Linked DNA regions of Sus scrofa: all the other regions are linked to region 3. The links are chromatin contacts, called in public Hi-C and HiChIP or PLAC-seq maps. All regions are on one chromosome and are shown on one strand. Each heading gives the region's core, a stretch centred on a gene start, on an enhancer-like site or on the middle of the called end of the contact. The rest is flanking DNA. Distances are from core to core; before and after follow the strand shown. Region 1 overlaps ETS1 (ETS proto-oncogene 1, transcription factor). Region 2 overlaps ETS1 (ETS proto-oncogene 1, transcription factor). Region 3 has its middle 300 kb from the start of ETS1.

The links. A called contact is a pair of places that touch in the nucleus more often than the background predicts. HiChIP or PLAC-seq counts read pairs in DNA pulled down with a chosen protein or histone mark.
Region 1: a Hi-C map of blood shows a contact between it and region 3, with 2.6 times the contacts expected there. The contact joins two enhancer-like sites. A contact is called at or near these places in 1 of 5 promoter capture datasets (liver), 4 of 47 Hi-C or Micro-C datasets (adipose tissue, blood, embryonic fibroblasts and 1 more) and 1 of 2 datasets of contacts at active chromatin or transcription factors (skeletal muscle).
Region 2: a contact with region 3 is called in an H3K27ac HiChIP or PLAC-seq map of skeletal muscle, with 6 times the contacts expected there. The contact joins two enhancer-like sites. A contact is called at or near these places in 3 of 47 Hi-C or Micro-C datasets (adipose tissue, heart right ventricle and skeletal muscle) and 1 of 2 datasets of contacts at active chromatin or transcription factors (skeletal muscle).

What each region holds. Positions count from the first base shown.
Region 1 is chr9:55,386,992-55,389,691 of Sscrofa11.1, reverse strand. The region is part of intron 8 of ETS1 (ETS proto-oncogene 1, transcription factor); the gene reads left to right. It overlaps LOC110255459 (a long non-coding RNA gene), which reads left to right. Exons shown (of 2, transcript XR_002335736.1): 1 at 1-2,118. Among named protein-coding and RNA genes, the nearest start is that of ETS1, 120 kb to the left of the region's middle. Within about 2 kb of position 1,426, at least 15 of the 83 cell types and tissues checked have an H3K27ac peak or open chromatin away from gene starts, as enhancers often do.
Region 2 is chr9:55,428,789-55,431,488 of Sscrofa11.1, reverse strand. All of the region lies in intron 3 of ETS1 (ETS proto-oncogene 1, transcription factor), which reads left to right. Among named protein-coding and RNA genes, the nearest start is that of ETS1, 82 kb to the left of the region's middle. Within about 2 kb of position 1,323, at least 31 of the 83 cell types and tissues checked have an H3K27ac peak or open chromatin away from gene starts, as enhancers often do. A contact at or near this core is called in adipose tissue and skeletal muscle, where this site is marked.
Region 3 is chr9:55,208,843-55,211,542 of Sscrofa11.1, reverse strand. No RefSeq gene overlaps it. Among named protein-coding and RNA genes, the nearest start is that of ETS1, 300 kb to the left of the region's middle. Within about 2 kb of position 1,377, at least 24 of the 83 cell types and tissues checked have an H3K27ac peak or open chromatin away from gene starts, as enhancers often do. A contact at or near this core is called in adipose tissue and skeletal muscle, where this site is marked.

The DNA.
Region 1 (2,700 bases), core at 177-2,676, 180 kb before region 3:
CAAGGTCACGAAGGTGTCGTCGAGTGGGTTTTTCAAGCACAGGTTAGAATGTTGTGTGTGGTCCTGAGTGGACTTATTGGAACTGAGGTCCCCGATGGCTGCCTTCGATTTCCTAGCCATGGATAGAGGACCATGTGCATAGAACATGTTGGTCTGTAGTGATTCGCTGAACTAAGGCTTCCTTGATCAGTTATAGGACGTACCGCATATGGATCGTGTTGGGGTTTACGTGAGACTGGGTTGAGTTGGGGCCACAGCAGGGCCATAGCTCCGAGGAAATGGGAAAAGGCACATCAAGCAGACCATCCTCTTCCTCCTTTTGAAAATCTTCAGTGCTTCGGATGCCAAACGATCCAGCAATACAATTTCTTGACTGATTCATCCCCACTCAGAAGATAGTGCAGCTCCTGTTGGGTTTGGCCCTGAGGGCAAGAAACTGTCAGGATGCTTTCTGTTCCATTTGTCATTAAAGGTCATTTCCTCAGGACTGGACGGCATGAGAAGGACTTCGGGATCTTTTGTGGATGATCATTGAGAAGGTGTTGAAGGCAGAGGGTGATGCTTAGATTCTAGGGTCACCCACCCCACCCACAAAGGTGGGCACTCCTGCAGTAGTTTGAAAAAAAAGATACACTTGTGAACAGATGGGTCATTTCTGGAGTCGAGTGTTCTGTTTTTGCCATCATCGTTTGGCTGTGGGTAGAGACACCTGGGGGAAGGGAGGGGCCAGTCAGTCCCGTTCCTCTGTTTTAGGACCACCTGTCAGATGTGTACTATGGGGGCAGAGTGAGCCCTGTTGCAAGGGTGACCAACCATGAGAGTTTCATAGGTTAAAATAAATGTGGTGTCCTGCCCACACCGAGGTCTTTGATTTGACTTTGAGAGTCGAGCTACAGAGATTAGATGCTCAAAGTAGCAAATGAATCCCCAAAGGACAGGAGGTGGGGCCGTTTTTATTTTGGGGCACATGTTGATGAAACATAGCCTGGGAGTCACCCATATTGTTTGGCCCCAAATATAGTTTAATAGAGAGAAGCAGTTTGGGTCGCTTGTACCCTGACACCTTTCTGCAGAGGATTGTTGGGGTAATACAGTTCAGTAAATATTTACTGAGCACCTGTCCCAGGCCAGGTCCCACGCCTGGCACGGAACACAGAAGGTTCGATCAGATGCAGCCTAGGGTGGGAGGGAACTAACAGGTGGAAGGAGTCACCCCACGGCAGACAGCTTTTCGATTGTGTTTGCTGGTGAGGCACTGTGCTAGGCTTTGGGTGACAGCAGTGAAAACTCACAGTCCCCGCCCTTGGAGTGTGTGTTCTAGTGATGAGAGAGATTTACGGAGAGCAGGCTGCTAGGCTTGGTCTTGATGTGCACACAGACGATGGGGGTGCTGACCGAGACAGCCACTGCCTTGGGCTCTGCTCCTGTGTGGTTGCCTCACGCTGGGCACAGGCGACAGAGTGAGAACTTGAAGCTGAACTGGAAAGGGGTCCCCACCCTGAGCCTGGTTGACCAGCTGTAAATTCACTGCTGTGGCAGGCAACCCCCGAGCCTGGAGAATGAGAAGAAAGATGCTGACATCTTTTTTCTCATTCTGGGAACAGTTATGATCCAGGGCACTTGATTCAAATCCTGTCCTGGCCTTTTGCTTTTTCCATTTACCTGAGCTGCTCTCTTCTTAGCCTCTAAGCCAGGGGGCCAAAAAACGGGGGCGTTTTTAAAATCACCCCTCAAGGAGACAGACAGGAGCCTTCTGGTCCCTAGACAAAGAGAAGGGAAACAACCAGATGAGTAGGAATATACTGGGTGCCTTGCCTTACAAAAAGAGGGAGTGGTTATTAGCCCTGGACTTGAACTACTTTGAGGGTCCCCTCTGGAGGGAAACGTCCTTGTGTGACTAGCTCTGCTGGCCTGGGGTCCCTTCAGATGCCCCCGATAACTGAGGTTGTGTCATACATAGTCTTTGAGTGGGACCATCAGTGTTGTACTGAGAATTTTTGTCTTCCCCAGAAGCTGAGAACAAAGCCGTCAGAGGAAACTCCCCGCTGCAGCCTGGGGGAGCGGGCAGGGGTGGGGGGCGTGTGAGTGTGTGTGTGTGTGTGTGTGTGTGTGTGTGTGGTGCCCGCCCTCCCGCACGGCTGCGGAGACACTGCCTTCTAACAGGGACCCCTCTGTTGTTGTGGTTCAGAGCTCCGACTTGAGAAGCATAGTTTCCCAGTGATGCCACTGGATTCCTGATGTGTGACACCCCGGGGCAGCCTGGTGAAGGCCGCTGTTGACTGCTGTGGGGGCCCCAGACAGGGACACCATTGTGAGTCACAGTTAGTGTGTGAGCCCCCTCGCTCCCCCCCGCCCTGTGATGGGCACTATTCTTAGTACCATTCTCTGCTCCCTGGGACAAAGGTCACTGGGACCACAGTCTGGTTGGTGGGTGGATGGGGCGAGGGAGGTGCCAGGAGAATGGAGTAAAAGGCTCAACAATGTGAGGATATGTTGGATGGAGGGCAAGGGACAGAGCCTGGGCCCTGGGGGTTTGGACAGATGGACGCTGAGCGACATAGAGATGTTCTCCGGGAGGAACTGTACCCGCGAGAGCCAGCCTCCCTTTGTGTCTGGGCACAAATGAGAACGTCCCTTGGACTGGGACTCGGATGCTGCTGCCCGAAGGTCAGCGTCGCCAGCGTCCCCTCCAACCCCAGA
Region 2 (2,700 bases), core at 74-2,573, 220 kb before region 3:
CCCTGAAGCCCACAGCCTCTCTTTTATTCTGTTGGTTGCGATGAGGTCCCCACGGCAGCTGCCCCGTCCTGGAAGGAGCACGGTTTGGGGGTGACATAGCCCTGCCGTTTGCATGCTCTGCTCGCTCATTTGTCCTCAGGCTACGTATTCAACTTCCCTGAGCCTTCGTTTTCTAATCCCTACAGTGGAGATAGTCATAAAGAGCTTTCGGGGCTCTTGTAAGGATTTGAGATAAATCCTGTAACATGCTTTTTCACCGACACAGGGTCTCCTAAAAGGTGCCCTATCCTGCGGTCTTGTAGGCTGCCACTTCTGTACCAGTGCTCTTTGCTGACAGCACCGTTGCTACTTCAGTGGTTGTTAGGACTGTGGTTGCTGTTAACCTGGTTACAGAAAATTTTCCACTTGACACCCCCCTAACCAAGTGGGCCAGCACAGTCCCTGTGGCTGATGACACTGTTTTCTTCCTCTCACGCACTCTTACCAGACTTGAGCCGGGCCTCAGGTCACCGTTGCGACTCTGGAACATCATGTCCGGGCATGGCTGGGTCAACAGGGCTGGTTCTTGGAATTGCTAGCATCAGGATATAGAACTCTCTTCACTGCCGAAGTGTTCTCTTTGCCTGGAATCCCTTCTTTTCTGAAGGTGACCTTGGCATCTGAGGGTTTAGGAGGAAACCTCTGCCACCTGTGGGTGCAGCCAGCCCAGGGGAGAGCTGCCTGCCCCGGGCCATCCTGTCCCCAGCCAGGCCGCCCCCCACCCCCACCCCACGTCAGCCCACTGCTGAGAAGGGCCAGGTCAGTGCATCCACGCGGCAGCCTCGAAGATAATATCTCGGGTCTGAAAAAGCCCACTGGCCTTGCTTCCTTCTGGACGTGCCCGTCAGACCCTCCCAATTCTAACGGACTTTCCCTAGATCGCTTTGCAACTGAAGACGCCTTTGGGAACCCTGTGCCCGTTGCCACTTGCGGTGGTTGATTTGCAGCCAAACTCTGGCACCTGGAAGAGGGGATCCTGTGTCTTTAAACAGCTGTGCTCCTATGTGTGTAAATGCGCTTGCTAATCCAGTGACTAATTCAGTGTATTATAAAGCAGCAACGCGCGGGCTGCCAGGGCAGGGCTGTGTCCCAACTGGAGTGGTGTGTGAGGCCCAGAGAAATATTTCCTGAATTGTGTCGCACCACCGTCTGTGGAAGGGACTTGATGCCTCATCTGTCTCTTCTCTGCATAGAGTCAGCACCGGCCTTCTCTGGGTTCCCATCCTGTTCCCGCTGCCCCCTCCCCCTCCCCCAGTCTGTGGGTCAGTTTATTTACTCATCTGAGGGTGGAGCTGGTGCTCAATCTGAGTCAGGGCCTGCGAGCCAATCAGAACTTCTCCGGGGCATTCCAGGGGCCCAAACTCATGATCCCTCTTGGAAAAGAATTTTCCAAAAGGTCCCTTTTGGTCACAGTATTGTGAGCTGCACCTTTCTCGGTTCAGGGCCGGTGAGCCTGGTCCAGTGTTTGTTTGCCTGAAGCCCATTTCTGTCTGCCCCCCCAACCCCCACCAAGGGATTGGGAGAGAAACTTCCAGAAAGACTCAGGTCTGGTGGAGACGTCTTCTCCTGAAAGCCTTATACTTAGAAATCTGCTAATGCTAATGTCACTCTAGGTGAGCTCCTGGGCAGCCTCTTCTGGGGACAGCTTGGGGTCAGGGGAATGCGAGGTGCCCTGCTTATCTCCTGCAGTCTGTGGCCCTCTCTCTCAGGCCTCACATAAGTGGTCCCAGACATCGGAGACGCCAGGCAACCACCTCGGGATGTGCCCTGCCCCAGCACCTCCCATGGTCCCCCGGAGAGTGGGCCTCCGTGCCATCTCCCGAGGTCTCTCTGTGGCTGAGGTCACATAGCTGTCTCTTCCCTCTCACTGATGCCATCCACCTGCCCTTGGAGTTGTCCTTGACACCTTGGCTCCCTCCTCTCCCTTGCCCCCCATGCTCAGGACAGCAGCGGGTTCTTTCCTACCCCTGGCCCCACGGCTTCTGGAACCAGCCCCATCACTCACTCTCCATTGCAAAACCTTTCATCTCGGCCATCATTGGAACCATCGTCACAAGTTGAGTGTGAGACACTTGCACCTGTTTGTGTGCTTATGGGGGGGGGGAGTTCGTTGCCCCCACAAAACTCCAGGTTTCCCTTCCACGTTTCCCAGTCACCGAGGTACTCCGATCGCTTGACTCACAGCAGGTGCTTGTTAGCTCTTTTTTTTTTTTTTTTGTTAGTATTGTTGCTTTAAATGAAGACATGATTCACATAATGTAAAACTCACCATGGTCAAGTGTACAATTGAGTGGTTTTAGTACATTCACAGAGTTGTGCAACCATCACCGAAAACTGACTCTGGTACATTTTTATCACTCCTGGGAGACAGCCCGCAGCCGTCAGCAGCCAGGGGTAAAGGTCTGCTGGTGAGGCTGTCCGGCCATGCGCCTGAGGAGGTGGACCTGGGTTTTCCTGACCAGAGACCCCACTGCTCTCCCCTGATGCTCCAAGCACGCGCCCTCACACCTGCGGAGCTGGTGGCTCTCTTGGTTTGGCTCCGCTGAGTAGGGAGCCTGTGTCTGTCTGGGCAGAGATAACAGGCACTTTTACGGGCTGCAGAGGTGTTCAGTGCAGGAGCCTGGGGCTGTGGTGGCTGTAGCTTCCTCCTGGCTTCCCAGG
Region 3 (2,700 bases), core at 128-2,627:
TTAATCTGAGTTCACCAGAGGATAAATTCTCCTCCCTGGGCCCCATTCTGCTTTCCAAATTACAGAGAAAAAGTCTTTAGAAATAGTAGGCTTACAGAGCAGAAGTCTTGGGTTTGCGTTTTAGCTCTCCACTTGTGTAACTCGGCTTGGGTGAAGCATAAGCCTTTGAGACTGTCTGTTCCTCTTTCACAGGCGAGGCTGGTAGTGTGGGATAGATGACCTGATGGACGTGGACGCCCCATGTGGATGGAAAGGGTAAAACGAATCCCAAGAGTTCTTCATGTTGATGGGTTTCATCAGGACACATAAGAGCAAAACACCAAATCCCAGAATTGGACATCGTCATCCCTTCAGGGCAAGTTCTGAAGGTGAAACCAGATAATATATAAACAGCCTACAGACATCCTATTGCACCAAACACTGTCGTATTATGCACTTATGACACCAAAAGCACCATCGAGAAGTGATGCTTCGTGCAAAGCTGAAATGCCCCCTTCCACAGCACGAAAACCTTGAACGTTCTCATGCTGCCTGAGTGTCCCTGGAGAATAAGTCCAGTTTCACGCCCTCTGTCATCAGTGTTGTCCTCCCAAGTGTAAACCTGGCAAATGCCTACCTCCTCGTAAAGTTCTGGGGAACTCTGGTCTGTCCAAGGCTGCTTCACCCATCTTGGAAATGTCCCGGGGTCCCACATGTGCAGGTGCAAAGGGAACCTGCAGCGGATGGTCTCCCTTTGATATTCTGGGCTGCTTCAAAGAAAGAGGCACCACTTCAGTACTTACCCTTCTCAACTCGAGATTCCAGCAGGAGTAAATCGTCATTACTCCCCGGAGGGGCAAGCACACTCCTAAGAATGGGGAAATTGAGGCATGAATGTTTAAACAATTAGCCTGGAGACTTAACCAAGGTCAGAGCGTGAGTAAGAGGAAAACACAGCGCCTGGCGTTCTGATCTGGTCCTAGAGATCCCAGGGGGAAGAGTTCTCTCTGCAGAAATACTTGCATGGCTAGCGTTTGCCAGAGCAGATGTTTTATCAAGCCTACTGTACAGCAGGGCCCACCCTTGCCTATCTATTCCTATCTGCTTTTATTATGCTTTGGGGCTCTCGCATGATAAGACCTCCCATATGGTACTTGTATTAACATTAAATAATGGCCATTGTGTTGTGTATACTATCACCATAGAAATATTTACTTAGTTGAACACAGACACCGGTCAGGCATGGTGATTGAAAACAAGCTAATCATAAAAACCATTCATGCTCACATCTATTTATAAAATCTGTTTCTCTTGTGCCAGTTAAGTACAGGCTTTGTTCTAAACAAACACACGCAAGCCTTCTGCACACCCAGGGACATGAAAGACACCCCTCCCCTGCCTCTTGCAGGCGGGGCCCCCGGGGCGTGTTTGCTGGGGCTCAGTGGAGGCTCCTCAGAGGCTGGGCCCTTGCAATCTGGGTTCCTTTGTTTACTCCAGGTGCTGACACCCTGCCTGGGAGCTCCCAGGCTTTGGGTTTTCAAATTTGGGGTGCTCAAAAGCCGTTGAGGTATTTGTCCCCCCTACAGATTTTCCAGCTCCGCACCCGAGAGCCTCTTTGGGTTGCTGACAAGGGGGCCTGGGAGACAAATTTTTAGGAAATGCTGGTGGTGCTGGCATTGAGTCTGTTCTCTTTCCTTGATAAATGGCCCTCTCCACTGCGTTCTCTGAGGTCCTGCCAGCTGCGCCCCACCCACCACACCGGCCCCCAGCAGATGCTATGGGGCTAGAGCTGGCCCTCCTGGGAGTTGCCTTTTGATGCCCTTAAATTTCATTTCAGCTGATACCATTGATTTCCATACATGTGAACTCTAAGTTGTGTACTGCCAAGTGCTTGAACATCTGGGCTTTGGAGTCAAAGAGTTTGCATCTGTCCCTGCACCTTAGTAGCCAAGAGTTTGCATCTGTCCCCGCACCTTAGTCGCCAAGTGGCCTTGTGCAAATGATGGAACTCCTCCAGTGCCCCCTTTTAACTTATGAAATGGGGATAATAATGAGAGCACTTGCCCCAGTGAGGAGATGGGAGGAAGCAGCCATCAGGCTGGTGGAGAGCGTGGCGCACGGTCCTCGAATGAGTGGTTCTGTTTCAGAAATAAATTAAGTTGACTTGGGCTGTCCTTTCAGATCAGGGTGTTTGGGAGGGTGCACCTGAGGGGACATGGTATAGGAAAAAGCTGGGATGCCCTGTGTTGATATGTGGTCCAGTCACCAAAGAGCTGAATGACGGTGGGCTGGTCCTTCTCCTCAGTGAGAATCTATAAAACGTTATCTGTGAAACGAGAGGGTAGGTCCAGTGCAGTCATTTCCCCACATTATGAGTGGGGTATCCCTTTTGAATGTCAACAGCCTAACAGAATATGTGCTTGTGTTTATACTCTCGGTGTTCCTTGACACACAATGATGAAACGTCTCTATGTATTCTGAAATTAAAAAAAAAAGGGATTTATATGTATGCATCCAAGCCCTATGTCCATTTATTTGGGAAATGATTGAAGCTTGTTTTGCATGACACATATTATTGATAAGACCACAACTGGTTGGCCAGTTGTGTAATAACTACAGCCCAAGAGTTACAGTCTCTCCAAGTGGGAGCCACTGGTCAGACGGTTGTTTTTTAATAGATCCCTCTTGGCAGTGAAAGTGGATCTGGAACCTCGAACTGTG